3 separate regions of the Zea mays genome follow, and all the other regions are linked to region 1. A link is a contact called in public Hi-C data. All regions are on one chromosome and are shown on one strand. The core of a region is the stretch at or near the end of the contact, and the rest is flanking DNA. Distances in the headings are between cores, read along the strand shown. Region 1 holds the start of LOC100273224. Region 2 holds the start of LOC100282223. Region 3 holds the start of LOC100193381.

Region 1 (4,241 bases), core at 1,057-3,556:
CTTGATAATTACTAGCACTTAGTAGCCCCACAGACAAAACACGACCTATTAATTCCTTCCTGTTTCACACACATCTTACACTCTGTTTTTAGTTACCAAGTATATAATAAGCCAATGGAACAAGTAACTACTTCAGAAAATTTTCAGTCAAGTGGCCACTTCATCAAACTGCTGAAATGGCTCATACCCTAAACTATGGTCCAGGTACATTTGCACTTACATAGAATACCAAAATAATTGTAGTAAGAAATACTTATACGCACATTGTTCATTAAGTAGTGTCTAGTCGTGTGAATGAACTCTTCATTCAGAGTATATATTTTGTGAGATTTAGTTCCCTTGTACATCAGGTACTGAATTCCTAATTATAATTGCAAGCATTGTTTTTTAGGCATCCAGGAGTGCCCCCACCACCATGGGACATCACAAGGTCATACTTACGAGTTACGCCTAGGTGCCTAGGACAAATGCATGTCCCCAATGACACAGGAAAAGAACACCACAAGGTCTCAAAAACAAAGCTTAGGTGAGTGGTGAAGTCTAGACTGCCTATACTAGTAAGGCAAAATAAATACCTCTTGACCTCAGCATTTCATGGAATGAGTCTTGAGCTGCATTCTGCAGAAGTAACTGGTTTGTCAGCCCAGGATCCATAAGATTATACAAAGTAGAAGAGTCTTTGGATATAGATAACTCACTTGACCAAAGTTTAAAAAGCTGTTGGTATAGAGAGTGTATGTTGTTTCACCAAAAGTATAATTATATGACAGTTTGGGTGGAAGTACTTCATCAGAAACAAAGGTAAGCTGAAACAAAACAGCAACAGTTACTTTCGTAAAGAAAAATATGTTTGGAATATTACAAAAAAAACTATTATATGTATTGACATAAAAAAACCACAAGTGGAATTTGACCATCCTGTATTCCTATATTACTGAAGGCATTTATAAAGTTTAAAGAAATCATAATTTCAGCTGAGCCCTTTTCAATGTTAGTACAGTGTCAGGGACTCATTAGCATGCACTGTAGCTAAGCAAGATGCAAGATCATAAACTGTGTATGCACTCATCACTAAACCTGAGCTGAAGCGCCCCCAAGTTCAATTATTCCAACGGTTTTGTTAGGATCCCCTCCAAGTCTTCCAAGAGCATAATTTGCCGCAACCCAAGCATAGACACCTTCATCCGAGCCTGTAAAAGAAGAACCAGCAAGTGTAACAGCTAATGATACAAAAAACACTTTTACACACCATAACCCCCCCCCCCCCCCCCTCCCAAAAAAAACACACAAACAACGAAATTAAGCTAGTTACTAATTTGCACTGCATAGATTGGTTATAAATTGCTGCATGCCGTCATATTGATTCCAGTTTTTTCTTAGTCAACCAACAGAAGTGTCATATAGGAATCCCCTAAAGCTGCATCTCCACTACATATTTCTGCTAGTCATTTCTAAATCCATCGACTCACATCTATTGCAGATTTGCAACAACAAACCCGCAGCAATTGGCACTCTCTTTACATACACAACACACCTGGAATCAGTTAGCATTTCCAATTCATTGCATTATTGGTCATCTAATTTAAAAACCCAATTCCCTTACCACAATGCAATCAGACCGAGCATTTTAGAGCTTAAGCATCCAATCCCCTATCCATAGTGCAATCAGCGACCGAACATTTTACAGCTAAAGTACAGTGACTTGCCCCAGATGGCAGAAAATGGCAAGGGACAAGCAGTACCTGGGATCACCTTGGCCCACGCGTCCTCGAACCGGAACCCAGAGGCTCGTAGAACGTCCCTACAAGACGCTAAGATCGCCTCCTGGGCGCGCTCCTCGAGCAGGCGCAGCCCTGCGGTGGCCATGAGCCGCACCTCCGCCTCCCTAACGGCGCCGCCAATCTTATCCCTCGCAAAATCTAACAGAGGCTTCAGGGACTCCCCGGCCCGCGCCGGGTCGGCGGCGAAGGACGAGAGGCCCGGGGAGACGCGCATCACGGTGGAGCGCGCCAGATCCGGGCGGCCGTCGGGCCCCGCCGCGAAGACGTGGGCCCGGGTGCCCGTGCTGCCTCCGTCTATGATGACGGAGAAGCGCGCGGAGGCGGGAGCGGGACCCGGCGGCTGGGCGACGACGTGGACGAGCGCGGAGACGATGAGCGCGAGGAGCGCTGTGCCGAGGCAGAGGCTGAAGAGCCTGCGGCGCCGGCGGGGGCGTGGAGAGGGGAGTTTGGTGGTGGGGTCAGGCATGGTGGCGAGCCGTGTGCAACCGGGACCCCCGGCCGCCGCCGCCGCCCGCCCGCCGTGACTCGTGGACGGCGAGAGAGGTGACGACGACGTCGAGCCTTTTATTTTATATTTTATTTAGATATATTTTTACATGGTTTTTATCAAAATGACGGGGGGCGAACGCTTTTATAGTAGGGACAGGGGCAGAGTGGAAGGCGCCGTGCAAATCTTACGTCAACGGCGCGGCAAGACGACTTTTATTTTATTTTTATTACACGACGAAACAGTAAACGTTATATATTTATTTATACTCACAGGAAACCAAACTGCTCTACACAATGGAATATACGTACGGTACGCTCGAAGTGTGTACCAGCTGTAGTAATGGATTTTGACAGCTTCTATGCAGTGCAGCCATGCAGATAAAGAATTTAATTAACACATTGTTGGATCGAGAACCTAACATTTGGACAGCAAAAATCCTACTTCGTTCTATAGTTTGAGCTCCAAGTCCAGCTCCTCGACGTCGCCGCCGCCATTGTCGTCGTCCGAGTCTCCGAGGTCCACGAATGCGACCTGGGGCGGCGCCGTCGTCTGGCCAGGCTTGGGCTTGGCACGCGCTCGCCGGTGACCCTGCTGCCACTGGCTCACCGATGATGAGCTCTGCACGTCAGACCGGGTAAAACCGTACTGTAATGAACATTCTCGCCACTGAAAATTGAATCGGTAGATTACGGGGATAAAGGTTCGGTAATTTACTTGCTCCGCTCTAAATTCTATTTGTTTAGAATTTTTCTAGGTATCTTTTATTATATATATATATATATATATATTAGTTTAATCATTTTAAATTATCCTAAATATTTTATAAGTCAAAGTATCTCGATAACAAATATAGAAATATTTTTTTTATGGTATCGAATAGTTATACTGTAAACAATAAATTTTATTATAATTATTTAGTATCGTAAATAATATTATTTTATTATATAAACTTAGTCGAACTTAGTATATCTTTTGACTCTTAAAAAATTAAAATAGCTTTATAATTTGAGAAGAAGAAAAACAGATACCTCAGACGAGGCAGCCTGTATAGTGACAGCGCTCTGGATCTGATCGTCCTGACGAGTATGGTTGTGATGGGACGAAGGGTGACCGCCGCCGTTCGTCGTAAACAGCCTGCTGGCGACGACGCACATATAACCATCATGTATGATGGTTTAGATTACATTACACAAATGCAACTGTGTAGGAGTAGTAAAAAAAATACTTGCCTGCTGGTCAAAGGATCATTGGCATAGTAATGCTGGGCGAGGTAATACGGAGTCAAATACCCTCTGGCCATTTGCAGTTGATGAGCAGCTCCATTTCCGACGACCTGTAGATAAATTCTTGTGCTGAGATCAAAGCCGCTCGCTCTCTCTCTCTCTCTCTCTCTTCATTTTCTCATCAGGAATCGTGAACGCGGAGAGAGTGGAGTGGAGTGGAGTGGGTTGCGTCGGAATCGTCATGCGCGCGTACGTACGTGTTGGTGGCGGTGCGCCGGCGCCGCCGCATGCACGACCAGAGCCGCCGTCGTCGGAGGAGGCAGGGACGACGACGACGCGGCGGCTGCGGCGTAGCAGCGCTCGGCCATCTCGAGCGCCATCCTGATCCGCTCCAGCTCCGCCACGCCCAGCCCTCGCCGCGGCTCCCGCCTCGCGGGCGACGTGACGTCCTCGGCGGCGGACGAGGCCTTCCGCTTCCGCCCGGCGGCCTCTCCTCCGCTCACCATGACCCGTACGTACGCCGCCGCGACCTTCACCAGTATTGTCTTCCACGCACATCCTGATCTTCGCTGTATAAATAGGTAGCCACGCACGCCGTACTACGTTCATTCTCGATGAGAGGAAAAGGAAACTGAGCTGTGTATCTCAGCATTGACGGCGGGGGGGACGATCTGACGCGCATGAATTTCAGATACTACGCTACGCTCCCGGTAAATCCCTTCTCCTTGCGCGCCTGATCCTCGACCG
Region 2 (4,360 bases), core at 885-3,384, 260 kb after region 1:
GTCGTCGATTGCGTTTCCAATGGTCCTTTTTCCAAAATAAAATATGAAAATAAAAATAGTAGAATGGTTATCATGACTAATCATATTCATTTTCATCCTTACTACTACTCACATATTCATCTCCTTCCCTTCCTCACACCAAAGATTGTGCTACCCCAAAGATTGGTAGCCACCCCTTCATGCTCACCACAGCCAGCTCCACCCAAGTCGCAGCCAGCTATAGCCTCCTATATATGACCAGGCTCCAGCCAGTAGTAGCCTCCTCTAGCCATGCTTATGCTGGCCGTCGCCAAGTTGGCCATATATAGCCTCTCTCGGTCGACCATTGTTGGCCATAACCATAAACTTTCTAGGGCTAGCCCTAGCCCCGAGCAGCCACGCGACTCGCTCGCGCTCTTCTCCTACGCGCTCGACAAGTTCTCGCTCACCGCGGCACTCCAAAGCCCTGCTTCTGGAGTGATGATGCACGGTCGCCTCCTCCGAGTTGGTCTGCCGGGCCCTGCTCCCCGTGGGCAATGCACACATCGCCATGTACCTAAGGGTGGTAATAGATTACGATCTAAATGCTATTTCACAAAATAGTAGAGCATTAAATAAATTTTAGTTTAAAAATAAATAGAAATAGAGTCTGATTCTAATCCAATCCAATTCTTAAATCTTATAGCGTAAATAAAATTTAGAGCCTATTGTTATCCATATATGTACCTCCTTTCACAAGATTGTCGTGCAGAGTGGATGGAATGCAATGGCCGAGAGGTTAGTAACTCCCTGGTTTCCCTGTGTACTAAATCATCAGTTTGCTTGATGATGTCGTGCGGATCCTTGAGTCCATGCATGGAGGTGCGGAATTCACTGAATGATGCTAGTACATAGTCAAATGAAGCTCTTGGTTACGTAGAACAAGCTAAGCCACTTCTCTCTTCAGAAGAGACTAGTATCATCTCCTGGACTGCAATGGTACGTAGGGGCCGGACTTGCAAGGGATGGCCGCTGTGCAATGAAAGTCGGTAATCAGACCACTGTCAACTTTTGTACGAAGGAGATGAATCTCTTGGCGGCATCATGATTGATGGAGCGAGATCAAGCTCTTAGGTTTAGTTTGGGAGCCATAAAATCGGAGAAGATTAGAGGGATTAGATTCTCCTTCTTATTCAGTTTTGAATAAGAAGAGAATTTAACCACTTCAATTTCTTCCGGTTTTCTGGCTCTCAAACTAATCCTCGAGGTTATTTAACACACCATGTTTTCTTTTATGCACTTGGCGCATTACTAGAACAATTCTAGCGACCTTATTTCTTGCTTGTTTTGACCATACATACATGTAATTGCTTACTTATCGATTGATGTGGGGCACACATGTAGAAACAATAACATATGTAAGTAAATGTTTAATGCTATCAAAATTTCTAAACTGATTTGTGTCGGTTGATATATGTATTATTCAAAATAGGCCACTGTGACAGTTTACAGTGATAATCTACTTTTACTTATGATAGGCATTTGTGAGATTATTTGTGCCATCCAGAAGGTTCTAATCGTATATCCTTTTTATTCATATTGTAACTAAATAATAATTGGTAGCTAGGCAAATTGATTTGGTCCATGTCAGGATGATTTGCTACAACAACATGTTAGGACGGTCCTAACTATTTGGTAATTGTTCAGGGACCGTTACTATTGTTCTTGGGCAAAGCGAAAATTTGCTACAAATTACTCGCCGCAAAGATCTGTGTCAAAATAGTATCCGTTTTAGGGCGTTGTCTAGGGTTCATTGTCACCAATTTGAATATGGAAACAAAAACAATGACCTAAAACGAATATTATATTGGGACGGAGGAAGTATTTTGTTATGTGTGCAAGATTGAATTTACCATGATCTTGATTTTGGCTTGGCTATCAAACATCTCGTGGCTTTTTTTTTGTTCCTGTTCCTGTTGCAGTACATGGGCTTAATCATACCGTAGTATTGCATCCATGCCAAAAAAAAAATGTTAAACAAATATTATAGATTGGTCCACAGCCCACCTAAAAAGGTTGCTGCTGTATCTGACGGTTTTGCGGCCCAATACATCGGGCCAGAAACGAACCCGCATCACTGACTACAAACCCACCCGGTGTCCCTTGCTCCCTCTTCTGTCCAGTCCTCTGTCCTCACCTTATCCCCAAAACCCTATCAGCCCAAAACCGAACCCACACCTCTGCGGCTCTGCCCTTCCCATGGCGGCCACGCTATTCTCCACCTCCCTCTTGCCCCAGTTCCTCTCCCTCTCCGCTAAGCCCGCCGCCGCCGCCCCGTCCGCCGCCGCCTTCCCATCGGGGCTGCCGCAGCTCCACGCGCTGTCCGCCGCGGCGGTGGGCTTTAGGCCGCTCGAGCCCGTGCGAGCGGCCGCGACCGCGGCCGTGACGGAGGAGCTCGAGGCGGAGGGGCGTTCGGGCGGGGACGAGTTTTCAGATGATCTCAGGGTCTTCGTCGGTAACCTTCCGTTCAGCGTCGACAGCGCCCAGCTCGCGGGACTTTTCGAGCAGGCCGGCTCCGTCGAGATGGTCGAGGTGGGTGTCGTATATGCATTCGATAATCAGTAGGCCCTAGTGATCACATTTCGTTTTTTCTTCTATTATACTTCGCCTATAAATTTGGCGATCCTAGTGTTCATGCTGCTGGGAAATTAACTGATATTGAGTGCTATCAAAGTTGAGAGACAGAATATGCCTACTGTTAGCTGCGGTATAGGCAATAAGAATACTAACTACAGTCAACAACGCAATTAGTTGGGTCATAACTTCTTTCAGTAGGCCACCCCCATCAATAAGATATATCAATTTTTTTTGCCAATTGATAGCATTGCATTTTGTTGCAGGTTATCTATGACAAATTGACGGGAAGAAGCCGTGGATTCGGGTTTGTGACCATGTCTTCGGTCGAAGAGGTTGAGGTGGCTGTTGACCAATTTAATGGCTATGTGAGTTCACTCCGGTTCTTCCAGAGCTATGCACCTTCTTTTGCTGTCACAATGGATCATTCTCCTAATGTGCGACATTGTTTATTTACCTGGAATTGTGACCTTTGCAATACTCTAGGAATTCCGTGATGTTCATTCATGTCTCCGCACCAGATCCTGCATTGCATAAATCAAGTTCTAAGTTAATGGTTACTCTTAAGGATTCAGATAGAGCATTTGTATTCTGTTTCCTTGATTGAGTATATTCTGTTACAGAATGTCTAGAAGTTGTTCATTTTCTTATGTATCGGACATGATCTCTCGAAATATAGGTGCTTGATGGAAGAAGTTTGAGGGTGAACTCTGGGCCGCCACCACCCAGAGATCGGTCATCACCGTCACCGCAAAGACCCAGGGGTGATGCCAACAGGGTCTACGTGGGTAACCTTTCCTGGGGAGTTGACAATTCAGCTCTCGCAAACCTGTTCAGTGAGCAAGGTGAGGTACTGGAAGCAAGGATCATCTATGACAGGGAGAGTGGAAGGTCAAGGGGGTTTGGTTTTGTCACGTACGGTTCCGCCGAAGAGGTTGAGAATGCAATATCTAATCTCGATGGCGCTGTGAGTTCTGAATCACTCTTTTTTCCCCTAGCTGCTCACGCCACAGCCTTCGAAAGTTGAAGTCTAGTCGTCTTTCAGGATGTACTGAATTGGTTTATCATTACCCTGCAGGACTTGGACGGCAGACAGATCCGTGTTACGGTAGCAGAGTCGAAGCCACCTAGGCAGCAATACTGAAATTCCTCTTGAGATTTTTGTAGGTGTACCGGTAGCCCAAACTCTGGATTATAGTGACGCCAGTCCTGGATTTGGTCTCGAGATTCATTGAAGTTAAAAAGCCCTCATGTATATGGCTCACTATTTATATACATGTAATATTGGATTCCCGTGTTCAGTGTCCTTTTGTATCAATTTGGCTGCATAGTGTCTTGTGGCACTTCAAAGGACATAGATTGTTGACGGGCAACCAAACCTCAAGAAAGTATCTTGTATTGTTTCTTGTCTCGTGTGGTTTGTTCACTATATTTACTTTTGCAATTACATTTATCTACTTGTATGATATTTCTGTATTGTAATTAGTAATAATTGTATTCCTTGCTAAGTAGGTTGCATTGATCAAAATAAACTAAAGACCTACTAGAATTATTTAGAGGCTTGCATAAGATGAATTAGTGTTAGTGCAAAATAGTTGCTTTAACACTACTTTTGTACTTTATCAAACTTTGCTCTACTGACTTGTGAGTTTGTAGGATATTTTTGTAAGTTATTCACCCTCCGTCTAACCTTCTAGGTACCGATGGTCAATGTTTAATTTTTCTTGCCTTGAATACGGTATCTACTTAGATAAATAATTAAACATGT
Region 3 (3,794 bases), core at 931-3,430, 400 kb before region 1:
CATAAGAAATAGGGTGGCCTTTGACAAGGATTCTCCTTTGAAGAAAGTGCAGCAGAAGTTTCTAGATGAGTTAGTTTGCTGGGCCACGTCTGGTGTCCGGCAACTTAGCAGCTTAGGTGTATAGGATTAGTTGAAAAACTTGGCTCGGTTGGGTCGGATCATGTAACTTATATGTAACTAGTCTGGTGTGTGTGTGTGTGTGTGTGTGTTTGTACTTGGCCCCTGTCATTCAGGGGCTTTCTTTTTTCTCTCTAATATATAAGACTTGCTCCAGCAAGGGCCGCTATACCGTCCTGTACGCCAAATTTAGAGAACCAAACATCCTGTATCGTGTCCAACAAGGATGTAAAGGTTCCGGTAAAGTAGAGGATGGTCCTTGCGCACGCTATTTGTGGCGGATGGTTGTGCGTCCGCTATCCGGCCAATGAGCGTGGGCAACACAATAGACATCGGCCGCCGCCGAAGACGAGAAGCAGCCCGCCCGTCCAGTGAATCGAATCGTCGGGGACGAGGAGGAGCACACGCGCCGATCGCCAGCGCCGATCGCCAAAGACGAGAAGCAGCCCGCGCAGCAAATCACCAGGGACAAGGACGAGCTTGTGCGGCGGACCGCCTGGAGGAGCACGAGCGCGACAGTAGGCGAGGAGCAGAAGAACGGAGGAGCTCGTCTGCGGCGTGGTGCATGGCGATCGAGGAGGAGCAGCAGCGGACGAGCTCGGCCAGTGAGGAAAAGCGGCAGCGCGATGCGAAAGTCACCGGACGAGCATCCAACAAAGAGAAAAAATGCAATTGTGCCACTGTGCGAGTGCAGCTGTACAACATATTTATTAATATGAATAAAAAATAATTTGCAGTATTTAAATGTCTCGTAATTTTGTAAATAAATACGGATTAATATGCATGCAATGATCACGGATATTTGTTTTATTAATAATATATGGATTATGTTAAAACTGTAGATATAGAGGACCGGTTTTAGAGGATGTTGCCGGAGATGAAGAAGATATAGAGGACAAAATTTTTTAGAGGATGCTGTAAAGGACAAAGAATATTTCTTTAGAGGACGAAATTTAGAGAACCTTGCTGGAGACAGCCTAAAGATATGCAGCTCTCCTGGTGTTTGAGGGAAAAAATAAGAGCTTCCTCCAAAAAGGATTTAAAGTTCTGGTGTGGGTCATGTTTATTCATTCAGATCAGGCACTGCAATGAGAGTCTATTTTGCAACATGCGCTACAAAATAATGACAGTCCAGTGCTGGTGGAGAACATGAACAAAATGTAAATGTGACGATGGAGGAAATCGTGAATTTCTGACCGGTAGGAGTCAGCATCACGGTTATATTCGCATAGAATGTATTCCTTCAGGCTCTCCTTATCCATGCAAACCTGAAAAACAATAAACCGTTTAACCTTGTGTAAGCAGACAGAATTGAAGAATCTAACTGCACGTGACACAGGGAAGCATTCAGTCGGCGGGCAGCATAATTCAGATTCGGTGCCACTGAAACCTGCAAAAATGGGTTGGACCAGCGTGATTCTACCTGACATGTGACCTGGATTCAGAAGAACCATGCGCAGTACAGTACAGGTGCCAAGGCAAGAAACGCGCATTTCTCGACGAACACGGCGCAAAAATGGCACGGCCAACAAACCCACGCTCGGCGGAGCATCCAATCCCCGCGAGCGATTCGAGACGAAGGGAGCAAATGTGTTGGCGCAGTTTAATCCCTATCCGAACCAGAGGACGTAGAGGCCCGAACCGAAACGGCGAAGGAGGGATACCTGGAGCGGGAGGTCGACCTGGGAGAGGAGGTCGAGGGAGTGGTCGGGGAGGAGGGAGAGCAGCGCGTTGAGCGCCGTCTCCGCGCTCCGTGGCGGCATCCGCCGCATCAGATCCATCGCCGCCTCCATGCGAATGGCTCTCGGCTCGCCTTATTCTTTCTTCCTGCCTACCACACTCCTCTCTCGGAGATCCCTCGTTTGAGTCTTCCCTTCTCCTGCTGCTGCCGCTACGACGACGTCGTCTGCCCCCTCCAGTCCTAATTCAGCTGGTCGTCGTCCCTCGAGCTCCTCCTCCTGTGGCTCTCCGCCTCCGGTGTTCTTTCCGTCTGTCTCTTCTGTTATCTTTCTTTGCTGCCTCTCTAATCTCTGTTTGCTGCTCATATCACCAAACTGCATTTGTTGACGGTTTAAGACTATAGGTTGGTAGCCACGCTTGCACATAACATATGATTGTATATTAGTTATTGTCTTTACTAAAAAAAAAAGCTACGTAAAGATGATGATACAACAAGCTAGTAAAGTATCGGTTTCTCATTTATAGCAAAGTATATAAAACATAAAAACATGTAAATTATGTTAGTAAGATGTGAACATGGGTTTAAACCCAACAACTATGGTTTGAATCCTCATTTATACATAATTTTAGTTTTTTATCATTTAAATGGGAAGGGCAGATAAAGGTGGAACTTACGATAAAGGTGGAACTTTGAAATCTAGTGCTTTATACATTAGAGATAAAAAAATGCATACAGTAGATAGCATCGTACAAATACTCGGACAATGCAGTCAGAACTCAGAATGGGCAGCATAGCTTTATTTGAGAAATCCCCTAAGGGCTAGTTTGAAACTTAAATTCCCTTGTGATCTTTGCGTGGGGTGTCATTTGTACAAGGCATTTAATTCTTGATGGGAGAGAAACTCTCTGGTTTTGCCTCCAAATTGGTCCTAAAAGTCCATTGATCAGAAAGAGGAATTAAAACATGGTACTTCCTGCTACTCTGCTATCATTTGATTTGCTGTAAAACTGTGCAAGTACAAGGGTGTTACACCATAGAACTTCTCCCGTTTGTGATTTCCTGCCCGTGGCCTTGGGAGCGAGAAGATCCAAGGCCTCAGCATTCAGAAATCCCTGAGCATGAGCTCTAACAACCATATGAGTGACACTGACACCGACCAGCGCTAAATAAAGCTTTGCCGTCATCCTGTAGCGAACGACAGTCACCAAGAGATGGGGTGCCCTGTAAGCAAGGAAAGGGTAGATGGACACTTAAATGATTCTGATCTCAGAGTAACGTGCATTCCTTGTAAGCTGCTTAAATATGAATGCAAGTAACCTAAATAATACGGCTGGAAATACATAACTCACATGAAATATTCATTTCTTATATAGTTTGTCACATTTGCTTAAAAAAACATACAGGACACTACCACCCCCTCTTTGCAAGGGATGCTTTACTACACTTTGGTACACACCATCATGTGACAACAACATTACCCCCTCTTTGCAAGGGATGCTAGACTATTTTACAACAAATTCAGAAGAAGAAAAAAAACACAAGGCCCTTACACTATTTTGAAAGTGAAACGCACAACTTGACAATACCCGAAATGTGGGGCTCCATATGTTTTAGTCTGTATATCTAGTCTAAAATAGGCAGCACGCTTTTCTAACACCTCAAAATGGTAAAATCCACGCTAAGCTCATGTTTCCGGGTAATTTCCATCTCCACATGTTAACAGATCCAATTTTGCCATAAAAAAAGCGCACGTCATAAACCTGCCAAGCTTAAGAAGGCGAAGACCGGCATAAAGAGGGATTGCCTCCTGCAGCACCAAAGTATTTATGGGAAAAAAAACAAACGCATGGCTCCAGAGTGAAATAAAATAGTGAAACCAACTGAACATACATATAGGCTTTTGGAAGAAACCTTCTACAGTTCCATAAGTTCTCTTCCAAGTATTGGTGTAACAATTGAAAACGGTGGCTCTACTTGAGATTATCAGCCAGCTTCG

Evidence for each region. Hi-C and Micro-C count contacts between places; a contact is called where the count stands out from the background.
Region 2: a Hi-C map of ear shows a contact between it and region 1, with 2.6 times the contacts expected there. The contact joins the promoter of LOC100282223 here to the promoter of LOC100273224 in region 1. A contact is called at or near these places in 5 of 25 Hi-C or Micro-C datasets (ear, leaf, leaf mesophyll and 1 more).
Region 3: a contact with region 1 is called in a Hi-C map of leaf, with 6 times the contacts expected there. The contact joins the promoter of LOC100193381 here to the promoter of LOC100273224 in region 1. A contact is called at or near these places in 3 of 25 Hi-C or Micro-C datasets (leaf and leaf mesophyll).

Annotation. Positions count from the first base shown.
Region 1 is chr1:65,509,092-65,513,332 of Zm-B73-REFERENCE-NAM-5.0, reverse strand. It overlaps LOC100273224, which reads right to left and starts at 2,306. Exons shown (of 8, transcript NM_001147666.1): 1 at 1,743-2,306; 2 at 1,078-1,190; 3 at 699-806; 4 at 576-618. The coding sequence starts at 2,247.
Region 2 is chr1:65,249,989-65,254,348 of Zm-B73-REFERENCE-NAM-5.0, reverse strand. LOC100282223 reads left to right here and starts at 2,134. Exons shown (of 4, transcript NM_001371844.1): 1 at 2,134-2,550; 2 at 2,859-2,960; 3 at 3,272-3,559; 4 at 3,671-4,021. The coding sequence starts at 2,218. The coding sequence ends at 3,736.
Region 3 is chr1:65,906,302-65,910,095 of Zm-B73-REFERENCE-NAM-5.0, reverse strand. LOC100193381 reads right to left here and starts at 2,180. Exons shown (of 8, transcript NM_001138510.1): 1 at 1,782-2,180; 2 at 1,315-1,385. The coding sequence starts at 1,910. LOC100279238 (pseudouridylate synthase) reads right to left here. Exons shown (of 18, transcript NR_158723.1): 17 at 3,689-3,794; 18 at 2,667-3,019.